Regions from separate parts of the Pan troglodytes genome. Here region 2 is linked to region 1. Evidence: chromatin contacts called from public HiChIP or PLAC-seq data. All regions are on one chromosome and are shown on one strand. The core of a region is the stretch at or near the end of the contact, and the rest is flanking DNA. Distances in the headings are between cores, read along the strand shown.

Evidence for each region. HiChIP or PLAC-seq counts read pairs in DNA pulled down with a chosen protein or histone mark.
Region 2: a contact with region 1 is called in an H3K4me3 HiChIP or PLAC-seq map of stem cell-derived excitatory neurons, with 7 times the contacts expected there. The contact joins the promoter of RRS1 here to the promoter of DNAJC5B in region 1. A contact is called at or near these places in 3 of 7 Hi-C or Micro-C datasets (blood and induced pluripotent stem cells), 1 of 1 datasets of contacts at active chromatin or transcription factors (stem cell-derived excitatory neurons) and 1 of 1 other capture datasets (stem cell-derived neural stem cells).

What each region holds. Positions count from the first base shown.
Region 1 is chr7:74,662,064-74,669,594 of NHGRI_mPanTro3-v2.0_pri, reverse strand. It overlaps DNAJC5B (DnaJ heat shock protein family (Hsp40) member C5 beta), which reads right to left and starts at 2,890. Exons shown (of 6, transcript NM_001246535.1): 1 at 2,757-2,890. It overlaps LOC104007631 (a long non-coding RNA gene), which reads left to right and starts at 2,126. Exons shown (of 5, transcript XR_001720219.3): 1 at 2,126-2,196; 2 at 3,232-3,569; 3 at 6,866-6,926.
Region 2 is chr7:75,073,585-75,081,090 of NHGRI_mPanTro3-v2.0_pri, reverse strand. It overlaps RRS1 (ribosome biogenesis regulator 1 homolog), which reads right to left and starts at 2,065. Exons shown (of 1, transcript XM_016959530.4): 1 at 1-2,065. The coding sequence starts at 1,771. The coding sequence ends at 674.

The sequences.
Region 1 (7,531 bases), core at 1,641-4,140:
CTTGGCATACCTGTGTTTCATTTTACTGGAGAGATTTGAAACTTCAAAACCGCAATGAAGAATCCTGAAACTAAAACTTCTTTTATCCCTCTGTTTTTCACAATTAGCTTTCTTCTGCAGTTATACACTGTAGTGTGTGTAAAATTACTCAATATATTACACAACTTTTAAAATTAATAAGGAAGCTGAAAGTTATTACAACAACTGTTTAAAGCCTATGCCATGATGGAATGCTCTTTCTTATGCTCCTTCTTGTTGGTAATTGCTTCATAATTATCTTTTATTAAAGGCAACCTGCATGTAATACCAGAAACATATGGAAAATCCTTACAGGAAGTACACATTTTAGTTGGCTAAAAAACAATCTAATGGCCTAGAAAATACTTACCAGACATCTCTAAGGTTAATGATGGCGCTGATGACTATAAAAGTTAGGTCTCTATTTATATTTAAAAATTCTTCATTTCATTTCATTTTCTTTCAGAATTTGGATCTTTGGGCTGATATTAGTACATTTGCAATGAATTTAATTGGAAAAACGCTGACTACCTGCACCCAGGGACTGCCTGGGCTCAAACTTGCAGATTAATTACGGATGCAAGACATATATAGCTTCATGTATGTCAAACCCTGGACAAGTCTAAGGAGGCTCCTCCTACACTATCATGTTAATTCCAAATAGAATATTAATTCATGGGATAAGTCACAGAAGGCTCATATAGAAGATATATTAGGTAAGTAAGTGTAGGTCGGATACCACGGATGGATGTAATAGCCAGCCCCACACCTGCCAGATAAAGTGTTTACTCATCTGTACATTCAAGGGTGTACACACACACATTCATAAACAAAGTATTATCTACCTAAACAGGAAAAGACAAGGCCACAGGAAGACCGTATATTTATTATAAAGTAAAAATCTGGTAAATTGTATACTTTTTTTAAGAAAAAAAGGATTACTTCTAATCAGCCCTCAATTTACAGTAGCTAGTCAATTTCCCTGGATTTATTTTCACTGTTATCTCAGTGTTTTGAATGGGTTCTTCGGTGCTTTTTCTTGTCATTGACCAAAGCTTATTTTGTATGGAGGTGCAGAGGCTAGGAGAATATCTGCTTTTACCAATAACCACACCAAGGTGATAAATGAGATTTCCTCCTTTTAGAATATTCTAACTTAGAAAATCAAAGAGTTAGTTCAAATATGAACCAATACATTCATTCATTGTGGGGCAGAGTGTATTGGAGAGGCCACCAGGCTAAGAGTGAGGGGGCTTAAACTTTAGTCCCCAGCACTAACTAGCCTGATACCCTTAGCTGAGACACTTCTCTGTGTGGTTTCTCCTGGAAACGAAGCTGTGGAATGGATGATCTTCTAGTTCCCCTCCGACTCTAAAATTCTGCAGTATGTGACAGGCTGCAGCAGCATGTGACTAACACAAGGGTCAGGGAATGTTACAGTCAATAAATGCAAATGGAGATGAGTTAGGACATTCTGTGTTTTGTGGGTATTATCTGAGGTTCAGCTTAAACTTAGTTTTCAATGGCTATCAATGAAGGAAGCCTAAAAACTGGGCCAATGAGATTTTAATGTTCAAGGTCTTAAGTGGTTATGATTAGATCATAACCTAATTGTGAAAATCACAGTGACTTCTGTACAGAAGTTGAATGTGTGCTATAAAGTTTATGTGCAAGTATATTTTGCTTTTATCTGGATCTCTCAGTTTTACATGCTTTGGGGACTATTACTACTTTCATAGAGTGTGAGAGTATTGACCTTACTGCTGTGATATATTTATTCGTGATGTGTTGGAGGCCAAGGAGAGTTAGAGTTGTGTCCTGTGGATAGAGAATCCATCTCCTCCTCTTCTTGTCGATGGCTGTTGGGGTCCCCTGTGGGTAACTGACCTACCTGTCAGAACATGGACTCTTACTCCCACTGAGGGAGCATCGCCATCAACTCTGACCTTGCAGGCAGAGCTCAGCGTGCCTGCCTGAGCTGTCCTGTGCTCCAACTCCGGGGTTGCAGTGTGCTAAGACCCAAGGGAGTCCACATGGGGATGAGTCAGGGCCTGGCGCTGGCCCCGTGCTCCGCCCCACTGGTAAACAGAACAGTTCTTTGCCGTCACTCAGAGCCTCTCAGGGCCCCAAGACTCCAGGAAGAAACAAGTGTTGTAGAAGCCAAAACCCCAAGGCAAGGTAAAGAAAACAGAACTGTCCGCATCCCCAGCAATGATTTCACTGGCAGAAGTTGCTGGGGGCGGGGTGGGGGGTCCGGTATATGTTCCAGCAGAGCTGTTTTACTTACTTCTCAACCAAAAGGCCCTTCTCTTTTACTCTTTATAGGGGTATCCTTTTGCCTTTCAAGATTTGAACTTTCAAAACTTGACCTTAGAGTCAGTCTTGCTTGCTAACCCATAATACAACTTTGCACCTTTTATTACTTTTGTTTGTTTTTGTACTGGCTTCTATTAAAATACTTCCTTAGTTAACTTATTTTTGTTTACTCTACCCTGTCATCCGGGGAGGGGCTATTGAAAGAAAAAAACCTCTAAATAGAAATATATCACCAGCAGCACAAGTGGACTACAGACTCGGAAATGTCCTCACCGTCCGGCTTCATGGCAAGCAGCCTGGCTGTTGGCAAGATGCGCCCAGCTCTGCTTCTGCTCGTGTGGAACCTTACATTACCCTAACGCAGCTGGGGCACACGCCGTCTGTGCTTATACTGTTCTTCTTAAGCTTGGAGACACACTCACCTTGAGATCTCTCCTCTTTTTCATTTAGACACTGGCAAGTCCTGTTCTGAGCTTAGCAATGCCAAGTACCTGAACTGGAGGCATGGCTGGCTGATCCCTTCTAGCTCCCTCCAGTAGTGTCCCACCTTGGCTATATCAGTAACTGCGCCTCCTGTTATTTCTCCTTCCCGGTTGTCAAGGTCAAACCTGGGCTGGATATTGTGATGTCACAGAGTGGAATCCTCGCTCCTCCAGATGGTCCAGCTGAGGCCCTCTTGGACAACACTTCCTCTCCTGCCCACGGTGGGAGGTTGGGAAGGACATTCCCCCATTTCCATTTGCTCTGCCATTCGAAACCTTGTGAGGGCCCTCAGGGAAGAATCCCTTTGCAGGTCATAAACTGACCTACAGAATTATGGGATCTTAACTGTGGGGAGAGACCTAGAAGACCGGCTAGTGACCAGATTCTCATCTAACTCCTTTCTTTTTTTTACAGATGAGGAAACTGAGGCCCCACGTGGTGAAGTGGCAGATCTGATTCTAGAGCCCAGGTGCCCTCAGTGTCAGCCCCTGCCATTCTGACCATGCTGCACTCAGATCTTGTTCTACTCTCTGGAGTTTGTCCACATCACAGTTTTCTGGTAGCTCATCAGACAATTTTTACCCGAATCCACCCACAACAAGAGACCATTTGGATAATGTACATTATGGGAAGAGAACAGAGTCTCGGTGAAGATCATGTTTCCCCAGCAACACAGGTGCCAGGAGTAGCTGGCTCTGGTCCCAGCCCAGACTCAGAAATCCTGAGCCACCAGACCATTTCCAGATTAACAAGTAAGGTGACTTCTGAGCAACTAATGTTTTCATTGAGATTTGATGATAAGCAGCAAAGCTCAAATGAAAGTCCAGAGTTAGTGTTGGCAGGGCGAGATGGCTCATGCCTGTAATTCCAGCACTTTGGGAGGCTGAGGTGGGAGGATCACTTGAGCCCAAGAGTTTGAGACCAGCCCGAGCTATATAGTGAGACCCCATCTCTACAAAAAATACAAAAATTAGCTGGGCGTAGTTGTGCGTGCCTATAGTTCTAACTACTCAGGAGGCTGACAGGGGATGATCGCTTAAACCCGAGATATCAAAGCTGCAATGAGTCGAGATTGCACCACTGCACTCCAGCCTGGACGGCAGAATGAAACCTTGTCTAAAACACACACACACACACACACACACACACACACACACACACACACACACACACAGTATTGATTACAGCGCTATACCAGGTTCTAGTGTTGAGTAAGGGACAGGGAGGAGCAATCTGTAAAGAAATAGAGTCTCACTGGAATTTCATTCTTCATTATTTCATACCCTTCACTTTTTCTAGACGCTAACCCCATATGATACTAAAAAGTATCTGTATTGCATCAGACGACGTATCTGTGAAGTCAGAGAATTGTGCTTTAAGAATCTCTCAAGAGGAGAACATATATTGGGCTTTCATAATACCAATAACATTTTACATCATGCTTCATTTACAAGCTATTTTCACACATATCACTCTATTTAATCTTCACAACTTGGTGAGATAAACAAAGTATTATTTTCAGTATAATTTTCTGGATGAGAAAATTATAGCTTAGAGAAGTTGTGTCTTGCACGAGATCACAAAGCTAATTAAGTGGAAAGGTTACTTAACATTAACTACAAACCAGATCTTCCACCAAGCCTTTTCCCCACCACAGGGCTTCGCTGGTTGGGGAGAAATTGTCATTTGGTCCCAGAACACACTTGAAGGCCACTGCCTTAAGCAACCCTTTGAGTAACAAGGAAGAAAGTATTCCCATAGGTCATAAATACTGCTTTACTAACTTCCTAAATGTCTTCATAAAATCTTAGGGAAATGGTTAATGGACACTAATTTTAAACTTTAAAATAATATAATTATTGCCCTTTCTTCCAACAATTCCACATCTGTGAATTCTCCTAAGAGAACCATTATGGATATGAAAAATATTTAGCTACAAGAGGTTTTTTGAAGCACTGTTTATAACAGAAAACATATATGAAGCTCAGCATTGGAAAAGTGGTAAAATGGATTATGCTGAACTCAAGAAAATAATGTCAGGGTTTCCCACACTTTGATTATTCATGTGGCATCTTCAGAATATTGCCATCTGCACTAATATTTACTTAACATTTTCCTTTAAATTAATTCATACATTTTACTGGAATAAAATTATTTAAAGGTATTTTTTATTATTAACATAAGTAGAAATACAGTATTAATTGCCTTAAATGTCAGATGACAATAAAAACAAATACAATGAAAACAAAGTAATGTTATTAATGCATGAATTTGGTCCCAATACCTTGAAGAAAACATATGACTGATTTAATAAAATCACAAGTAATCCCTTTTTTTTGCCATCACAAACTTCACCTTTCTGCATTAAAAAATCTCTTTTTTTACCTCTGATCTATAAAAGGTTCAATGGAAAAAAGATATGCAGTGTGTGTCTGACCCCAAATCACAGTTAGATATATTTATGCATACCTTGCATACTAAATCAGTAATTCTCAAAACTTGCTTGAAAGGTCACCTTGCTTAGAACAGGGTATTCCTCTGGCAGGATATGCAGGGATCAAACCTCTTTGCTCAATGCAGTCTTCCTCCAGCTATCATCTCAGGGCAAATAAAAATGACATCTTTCCTTGTGTTTTGTCTTGGCTGAGCATACTCAATACTGTACATTCTGTGGAGGTGTGGGTTATGCCGCATCCTTTGAGCATACATCCCTGTGTTGAAACAGGTGCACACCTGTAGCAGAGGCAGGCAAAGCCTCACACCTGGAGCACACAGAAGCTTCAGTCCCCTATGGCAGTGATGAGGGAAGCCTGCATAGCTCTTCAGAAGCAGGCACTCTGCAGGCTAAGTGAAAGCTATAGATATTTGTAAGTCAGAGTTCAAAGGTTTTTGCTTAGTTATGGAGGAGGATTTTGTGGGGGGAAATGCTAATTTTGTCAACACTTAAATTCCACTTCAAGGCAGAATTTCTCAAATTGTGTTCTACAGACCACCTGCACCAGAATCACCTACTTCATATATATATATATATGCAGATTCCCACACAGCTTCCTGCATTTACTGCCTCCAAATCTCACGGCCTGAGTGAGAGACTCATGTTAAGTCAAGCTTCTCCAGGAGCTTGTGGTGTAGGTGTACACAAATACTTGAGAACAATGCTCTAGGCCAGAAGTTCCCAAACTTTAGAGCAAACCAAAGAGTGCCTGGAGGACTTGTTTTTGTTGTTTGTTCGTTTGTTTTGTTTTCTGAGATGGAGTCTCACTCTGTTGCCCAGGCTGGAGTGCAGTGGCACGATCTCAGCTCACTGCAACCTCCGTCTCCCAGGTTCAAGCAATTCTCTGCCTCAGCTTCCCTAGTAGCTGGGCTTACAGGCACCCCCCACCACGCCCAGCTAATTTTTTGTAATTTTAGTAGAGATGGAGTTTCACCATTTTGGCCAGGCTGGTCTTGAACTCCTGACCTCGTGATCCACCCGCTTCGGCCTCCCAAAGTGCTGGGATTACAGAAGTGAGCCACCGCGCCCGGCTGAGGACTTGTTAAAACACAAATTGCAGGCCCCACCCATCAAGTTTCTAGTTTGGGATGTCTAGAGTGAGGCTCAAGACTTGACACTTTTAGCAGGTTCCTAGGCCTGATGGTGGACACCAGACTTTGAGAACTACCGCACTTGGACCAAGAAATTGAATGTACAGTATAGAGTGCTCTCGATAGTAGTACAGAATGTACAGTATTGAGTACGCTCTAAAGGCATTTCCAAAGGCCTAGGAAATGGAGTTTGGACCTTGAGTCTTTACGTATTCAGAAAAGAATTGGTATAGAAAGGAATTTTGTTCTTATTTTGCTTTTGGTTTTTGTTCTTTAGGATTTTTCTTACAAATAATTTTTATTTTTCCACTAAAATGCTCGTAGTCTATGTCCATCCATTCAGGATACTTCAAGGTTAAACAGAATCACTTCCTTATTTTGTACCTTTTAAAATATGGGAATCTTAATGAATGAACACAATTGATGTCTGACTTTTCAGAGGCCTGCATTAATTTGATTTCAGTGACCCACTGGAAACCAGTGTCAGCATAACAACAGTTACGAGAGCTAAACCTACAAAACAGGTAAGGCATATAAACTGACTAAGTGCTAGAGATTTTAATTAAGCCTAGTGACTCTGAAGCTGGACTCCCTCTTAAAAGATGTTGAGAATTCAACTTAATTCTGAAAAAGTACATCTAAATTCGGGTCTTTTTACCAACCAAACTATTTATGCTTAATAGAAATGGAAGCGTGCCTGTAGAATCAGAAAGATCTTTCTGTTGAATCAGAAACATATTGCTAATGTTTGTAGCTATGGGACCCACCTCATGTACAAACAAAATCATAACATTTTCTCAAAACAAAGGTAGTACTATATACCCCAACAGAATTCATTTTTAAGGAGTGCTAATGACATTATTAAAAGAAAATGTCAGCCAAACTGCAATAAAACATTTCCAGGCCAATAAAAGTAGTTTGAGTTGAATGCTCTAAAACTATTGGCTTTGAAAGGTTAAAATAATAAGTGATCACAGATCCAAGAAACACAATGCTCAAGTCATTAGCAGAGGCATTTTATGCTGTATTGTAAGTAAAGTGTAAGGCATGTATTGGTTTAGATCCTATAAGGTGATCCCTATAAGACCAATGCCTGCCCTTTCTATGTGGCTCTTCTGTGAAGAACAGA
Region 2 (7,506 bases), core at 816-3,315, 410 kb before region 1:
TCCTGACCTCAGGTGATCCGCCCGCCCCGGCCTCCCAAAGTACTGGGACTATACAGGAGTGAGCCACTGCGCACGGCCTGCTTTGTGTTTTTCAGAAAGTAAACAAAAATAATCTGTACCAGGTATCCAGGTAACTGGCTTCAAGTACAATTTCTACCCAGTAGTCAGAAAGTTAAAAGTCACACTAGATAAGACATCTTTCTTACTTAATCTTTAAAACAGTCACTTGCCTATTCAATTCTGAAACTGTTTTCTTTCCCTCCCCCGCACTCCCGCTCTGATACACAAACTTGTTGTAAAAATAATGCAGAAACATATACGTCAATCTAAGTCTCTGAAATATGGCCAACTCTACCTCACCGTATATCCAACATTAAAAAGAAAAAAAAAAGGCTGTTTAAGAATAGAACTCATTCCCGGTTTCCACCAAATTATTTCCCTAATTCTTAAATCCTCAAATAAGTTCTTAATCTCCAAAGTCTCGGTTGTGGGAAAAACATTAATTTGTGCAGTCCAACACTTACATACTTTCTTGAGGGAAGGGCAATCCTGCCCCTTTAAACTCAATGAAGGCAGCGGCCAGGTCTTTCTGAGTCCCCGTACAATTGCCTAGAACTTAACATTTAGTATTCATAGTCCTTGGTTTACAGACGGGTCCGACAGTTAGAAACTATTACTTCCTCCTCTTTCCTCCTGGGCGCTGTCCTCCTTTTCTCTTGCCACCCAAGCCGGGCGGCCCAGAATTCATTTTGCCTCCCAAGCCCCCTTTCCTCTTCCCTCCCTGGCTGGGCGGGCCCCCTTTCCTCTTGCCCCCAGGCCCCTGCCGGCCTCCCTTTCTCTTGCCCTTCTGGCTCATTTTCCTCCTCTTGGCGGCCTCCTCCTGGTCCTCCTCCCTCATCTGCTTATTGGTGGCCCTCGTCACATCCAGCTGAGGCTTCTTGCTGTTCATGACACGAAGCAGCTCCAACTGGTTCTTTTTCTCGGCTGCAAAGTCCCCGAAAAGGGGTTGAAACTTCCTTTTCTTGCCGGAGCCCCGGGGCGCCTTCTCCTTGGGGAGGCGCTCCTGATAGCGCCCCACAGAGGCGGTGGAGACCTTGGCCACTTGCATGGCGCGGCCCAGCTCCTCCTTACTCTGGTGTCCGGTAGGGTGCAAGCCGGCCGCGCTGGGCAGCTGCATCTTGTGCGCGCGGGCCAGGTTACGCAGCCGGTTCAGCTCGTTCTTGGCCACCCGTTCCTTCTTGGCCTGAATCCGCTTGGCGAACTGGTCCTCCAAGGGGTCGGCATTGCCGGGCACCTCAATCAGCCATTCTTTGGTGTCGTCCCGGGCGCGCTGGTAGCCCCAGCGCCGCCGCCACTGGCTACTCACCTCGTCCCACACCAGGTTGGTCTTCTTCTTGGGACGGATGCCCTTGAGGCGCGCGAACTGCTGCCAGCGTGTAAGTGGCCGCGGTCGGGGCAGAGGCTTCTCTCGCGGCAGGCGTGTGGTGGGCTCCGGCAGCCGCGCCACTATCGCCTCTTCCACGCGCTCCGTGGGCAGCTGCCACAGCTGGTTGATGAGCAGTTGCGTGTTGTCCCGCGCCAGGGCCCGTAGCTCGGCCTCCGGCGTGGGTCCGGCGCACCGCAGCCGGGTCGGGGGGTTCCGGTCCGACGCCAGCAGGTTGCCCAGGTCAAACTGCAGCTCCAGCTCCTTGTGCACCGTGATGCGTTGCAACTTCTCTGCCTCGTCCTGCTCTGCCTTTGCGAGCAGCTCCTCCACGCTCTGGCCCTCCATGGCTCCGGCTCGGCTCACTCGCTTTGGGGCTGCAGCTGAAGTTACTTTTCCTACAGTGGCGGCCCAAACTCCGGCAGCATAACCACGTGCAGATGCCGGGATGCCCAATCCGGAAAAGAAAGGTTCGCTTCCGGAGCGCCCGGAAGCGGCTCGCAATCCGGGCGACCAGAGGAAAGGCCGGCAGAGGGCGGTATGGAGAGATGATGGGATTAGAAGCGGGACCTTTAGGCTGGCGCCAGATAGAGGCGGAGCTGGCCCGAGCAGGCCGCACGGCTAGTTCCAGAGCAGGATTGGGACTACGATTCCCAGGATGCAGCGGGGCGGGAGGCGGTCTAGAGGGCGGTCCAGGGACAGCTCGGGGGGCCGCCTAGGGGGCGGTCCAGGGGGCGGTCCGGGGACAGTCTCGCAGGCGGTCTAGAGAGGGCGGTCCCGGGGGGCGGTCTTGGGCGGGGGGCAGTTCAGGGAGTGGTCTTAGGATGGTGGTCCGGGGACAGTCTTGGGGCTCAATCCGGAGGGGCGGGCCGGAGGGTTTGTCCAGGGGCGCGGTCCGGGACCGGGGCGGGTACAAATTCCTGGGACTGCCTGTGGTGTGGGGTTCCAATCAAGTGCGTGTTACAATTTCAGTGTAAATCCGTTGTGAAGATGTTTAGACAATCACCCTTCTTAGGGCCAAATAGTTTCACTGGAGTCATAATCGGCTTTCAGGGTTCCTAGTTGTGGCCCGAGAAAGATGACATCCCAAAGATACACATAGAGCTAATTGTAGAAGATTCGTTTTGTTTTGGGAGTCACTGGCAATGAAGCCACCCCGAGTGGGCGCGGGTGTGCACCGACCCTAGTGAGCTAGCTGACTTGGAGCTCCGGGATTCTGCAGTTACAGAACCTAGTCTAGTTCAATTAATCTAGTACAATGCTGAAACTAAGCCATGCTCTGCAGTTACACTGCCTGGGTTCCAATCCTGACTGTGCCACTGTTGTTCCTTCAGCAATTTTACTTGTTGAGGACATTTTAAGGCCTGCGAGATAATGATAATAATACTTCCTAGGGTGGTTATAAGATAAATGAGTTAATATCGTCCAAGGGAGGGTTAAACGAGGGCCTGGAGCGTATGAGTACTCAGTACAAATTAGCCAAATACCGATTATTATTTCATTTTCATAGGCTCTGGGAGGTAAGTGCTACATGGTGTTAAGTATGAGTCAAACGGCCTGCAATCAGGTATCAGGTCACCATTACTTGGAGAGAATGTTTGATCTAAGCCTTATTTATAAATTGACAAACATAAAACATTAGTTTCTGCTACATGGTAAGAACTCAGTATGTGTTAGCTATTAGTATTAACTATGTTATTAATTATTGTATTAACTATATTATTTTCACAGATGAAACAAGGAGGGCTCAGAGAGGTGAAATGACTTATCTAAAGTTATGCAGTTAGGGAATATAAGAACAAGAGATATCTTAACTCTGGTTTTAAGTCTGTAGATCTATTCTCTGCAATGTCGTCCAAGCTCTTGATACTCATTAAAGTGTGGTCTGCATACCAGCAGCATAATATCCCCTGGGAGCTTGTTGGAAATGCAGAACGTCAGGCCTCACTCTAGATGTAATTTATCAGAACCTTTATTTTAATAAGATCTGTAGGTGACTAGGATGTACATTTGAGTATCAGAGGCACTGTTGATTGCGTGGTTTACAGGGTTTATCTTCCTTTCACTGGGGGCCAGGTTTATCCTAGAGGGGGTTATGCTGGAGAATTAACCAATGAAATTAACTTAATAGCAATTAGCAAATAGACTCAGTTTAGTTTCAGCATTGTGCTAGCCTTTCTCATCCAGAAGCATTTTAGAATTTGCTGTTTTTTTTTTTTTCCCTTGAACCTACTTTAACATTCAGCATCAAGGCTTTAACATCAGTCATCCCATGTAGCCAAGGCTAGGTCAAAGACCATATTAGCTAACTGCCTTGAGCCTTAAACCTTTGGGATTTGCCATAGGAGAGAGTTGAGTGTATTGATATGACTGCTATGGGCTTGGCTTGGTTTCTCATTCATTCATTCACTTGACAAACATTTAATTGAATGGCTACCATGTGCCAGACACTAGGTGCAAAGATAACTGAGACCTTATGGAATACTGGGGAAGAAAGGTAAAAAGAAATTGACTATATAATGTAACGTCATTGGACCTTTAATAGGAAGTACCAGTTATGTAGGAGTTAGCTTCTCTGTCAATCTTCTGAATTGGGAAAAAAAGAGCATAGGTTGACAAGTGTTAAATGGTATGATCTGGATCATACAGGTCAGCTCTTAATTGAACTCTGTTTTATGTTCAGTTTTTTTTTTTTTTTTTTTAGACAGGGTCTCACTTTGTCACCCAGGCCGGAGTGCAGTGGCACGATCTTGGCTCACTGCAGCCTCAACCTCCTGGGTTCAAGTGGACCTCCTGCTTCAGCCCCCTAAGTAGCTGGGACTACAGGCACGTGCCACTACACCTGGCTGTTTGTGTGCATGTGTGTGTGTGTATTTTTTGTAGAGCCAGGTTTTGCCATGTAACCCAGGCTGGTCTCAAACTCCTGAGCTCAAGTGATCCACCTACCTTGGCCTTTCAAAGTGGTAGGATTACAGGCGTGAACGACCGTGCCCAGCCATATTCAGTGGTTTTTTATAGTCTAAACTGATTTTAATTTCCTTGAAGACTAGAGACTGATTTTTACTTCCACATAGTGCTGGGCACATATTAGGCATTCAATAAAATGATTGTTTAAAAGCATAAGCATTATAGGGTTATCTAATTAAAGGTTATTACTATTGATTGTGTTAGATTCAAGGTGAGCAAAAACAGTAAGATTGGGATTTCGGGCTTAAAAAAAATCTTACTGAGGTAAGTGGGTAAGTTGTGGTCTCCAGGTTGCATTTGTATCATTCTTATTTTAGGCAAGACTATACAGTGTCCAGAGAAAGCAGGCTCTGGCCAGGCGTGGTGGCTCACACCTGTAATCTCAGAACATTGGGAGGCCAAGGCGGGAAGATCCCTTGAGACCAGGAGTTTGAGACCATCGTGAATAAGATGGTGAGACCCTGTCTCTACAAAAAGTAAAAAAATTAGTTGGCTGTAGTGGCATGCGTTTGCAGTCCCAGCTACTCAGGAGGCCGAGGAAGGCTCCCTTGAGCCCAGGAGTTTGAAGTTACACTGAGCTGTGATGGTGCCACTGCGCTGCAGCCTGGGCAACAGAGCGTCTCCTGATTCTGAAATAAATAAATAAAAACCTCCTTCATTAAAAAAAGAAAAAGGAGGCCCACCAGAGATGTATAAATATATATGAATATATATTAATAGTACAGCAAATGGTGGTATATATTGTCTTTTTCTTTTGTTGGTTTCCCTTCTTCCTTATATCCCGTAAATACAGAGAGATCCTAAGTTTGGTCATCAGATCCCACTTTTTCTCTCTATGTGCTCCCTGTGACATGTCATCCACTTGCATGGTGCCAGCTACCACTTTTGTGCAGCTGGTTCTTACAGGTACATTTTTCTTTCTTTTTCAGAGCTCTAGGATTTAATCTTCAACTACCTACTGGGCTTTTCCGCCATATTCTAAACTCAATATGGCTAAAACGACATAACACATCATCATCTCCCAGATTTGCTTCTCCTTCATCCGTCCGTCCGTCCGTCCGTCCGTCCGTCCGTCCATCCATCCATCCATCCATCCATCCATCCATCCCTCCCCTCTTATTCTCCCAGGAAATGTTTATAGAAGGCCTTTGATGCCTGAGGCACTATGCCGGCATTGAGTTGATGTTATCATCATTCTAGTCTAGAGCTTGGGCTTGAAACTATGACATCATCCTTGACTTTTCTCTTCCTATCTCCAAATCCAATCAATGTAAAAGTCTTGTTTGGCTTATCTCTATATTGTACCTTTTCCATTCCCACTGCCATGACCTTGCCACTATTTTCCTAGACTGGATCTCTTTCATCTGCTTCTCCATATTCTTTCTCCACTCTGTCCCTGGCTTCCAACTGGGTTTGGCCAGCAGGGGCAGTGACAGAAGATCAGAAGGCATGAAGAGAGTGAGGGCACGTATGCAGATTGCCATCAAAAGTCCATCAAAAGGCCACAGCTCCCATCAGGTAGCCCTGTCCATGCAGCCATCTTCCTCCTGCTCCTCTAGCTGCTCCCTTGGTTGCTGCAGGCCTAGGAGTGATTATAGTTCTCTGCTAATGCAGCACTACCGTTATTGTCAGTTTCCTTAAACTGCCCACATCTCTGCAAGTATTCTTTGTTTATCTTTCTTAAATTACCCAGCTTGACCACTGCCTGTTTGCTGCCCTGACTGATATCCTGGGAACCATCCTAGGAGCATCCCAACATTTCCTGCTTCCATACTCTTTTCAGGGCAGTCCTGAAGCTTTACCTTTTGTGCATCTGGCCAAATCACTCTTCTCAAAGACTCTCCTTTCTCCTTAATGAAATAATGACTATTCTTGGTCTTGGATGTTTATGATCTGGCCCCAAGCAACTTTTTTTGTAGTCACATGTCATGATAGTCCTCCTTATGCTTGTTTTCCAAGTATTTCTTTCCCACGCTTATTTTCTATCTTAGCTCTCTCTAGAGCCTTAAGAACATTCCTCAAGAAAGGGAAAAGTGAGGTGAGGTGCAGGGCAGAAAAAGCAGCAATTATTGTAAAGTGAACCTGGAAGGGAGAGTTTTTCCCAAAGCAGGAATAAGAAGGTTAAAGCCATGAAAGCAATACCTTTCATGTTCCCTCAAAACATAACTACTTTGGTCAGTAAAACATTTTTGTAAGAAATTTCCTTTTCATTCTTTGATGCCACATTAACTTGGATTTACTTTCTAAATGTCTGTTTTTTCTGTTGCCTCTTTTTGGTAGCGGAAATTGTTAGGGATGATTCAACCATTCTTTAATCCTGCTGTGAACATAGTTTATAAAAGTATTTTTGTCTAGGAAATTCAATGTGCCAGTAATTTGATAAAATAGGAGAAAAGGGCCCTTGAAATGCTTACGTTATTTCCACATGGCTCATTTTTACTGATTTGTGATTTTAATTTGGAAGTACTTAAAGGAAAAAAATTTCTTAATCATAGACAAAACTTGTATTTATGTATTTCAGTCTTAGTGAGAAACCTGTACTAAAAGTTTATTATTTTATTTTAAAGAGGAACAAAGAAGATACAGCATTTTGTGTAGTTAATGTAGAAGCAGATAGAAAAACGATGAAATATTGTACATTCACCTATAAAGAACATTGGATTTTAGGATAGTAAAATTGATGGTAGACTTTTGGAACTGATTTAAGTTGTTTTGGTCTCTGTTGCAGGGTGAAAATGCTGTGATACCTTTCCTCAGCCCTCAAAAGGGTCATGGCTGCCGGGAGTGGTGGCTCATGCCTATGATCCCAGCACTTTGGGAGGCCGAGGTGGGCAGATCACCTGAGGTCAGGAGTTTGAGACCAGCCTGGCTAACATGGCAAAACCCTTTCTCTACTAAAAATACAAAAATTAGCCAGTCGTGGTGGCGGGCGCCTGTAATCCCAGCTACTTAGGAAACTGAGGCAGGAGAATCGCTTGAACCTGGGAGGTTGGAGGTTGCAGTGAGCCGAGATTGGGCCACTGCACTCCAGCCTGGCCAATGGAGCATTTCAAAAAAAAAAGAAAGAAAGAAAGAAAAAGGAGGGGGGTTGTCATGGTTGACACTCCTATAATGAA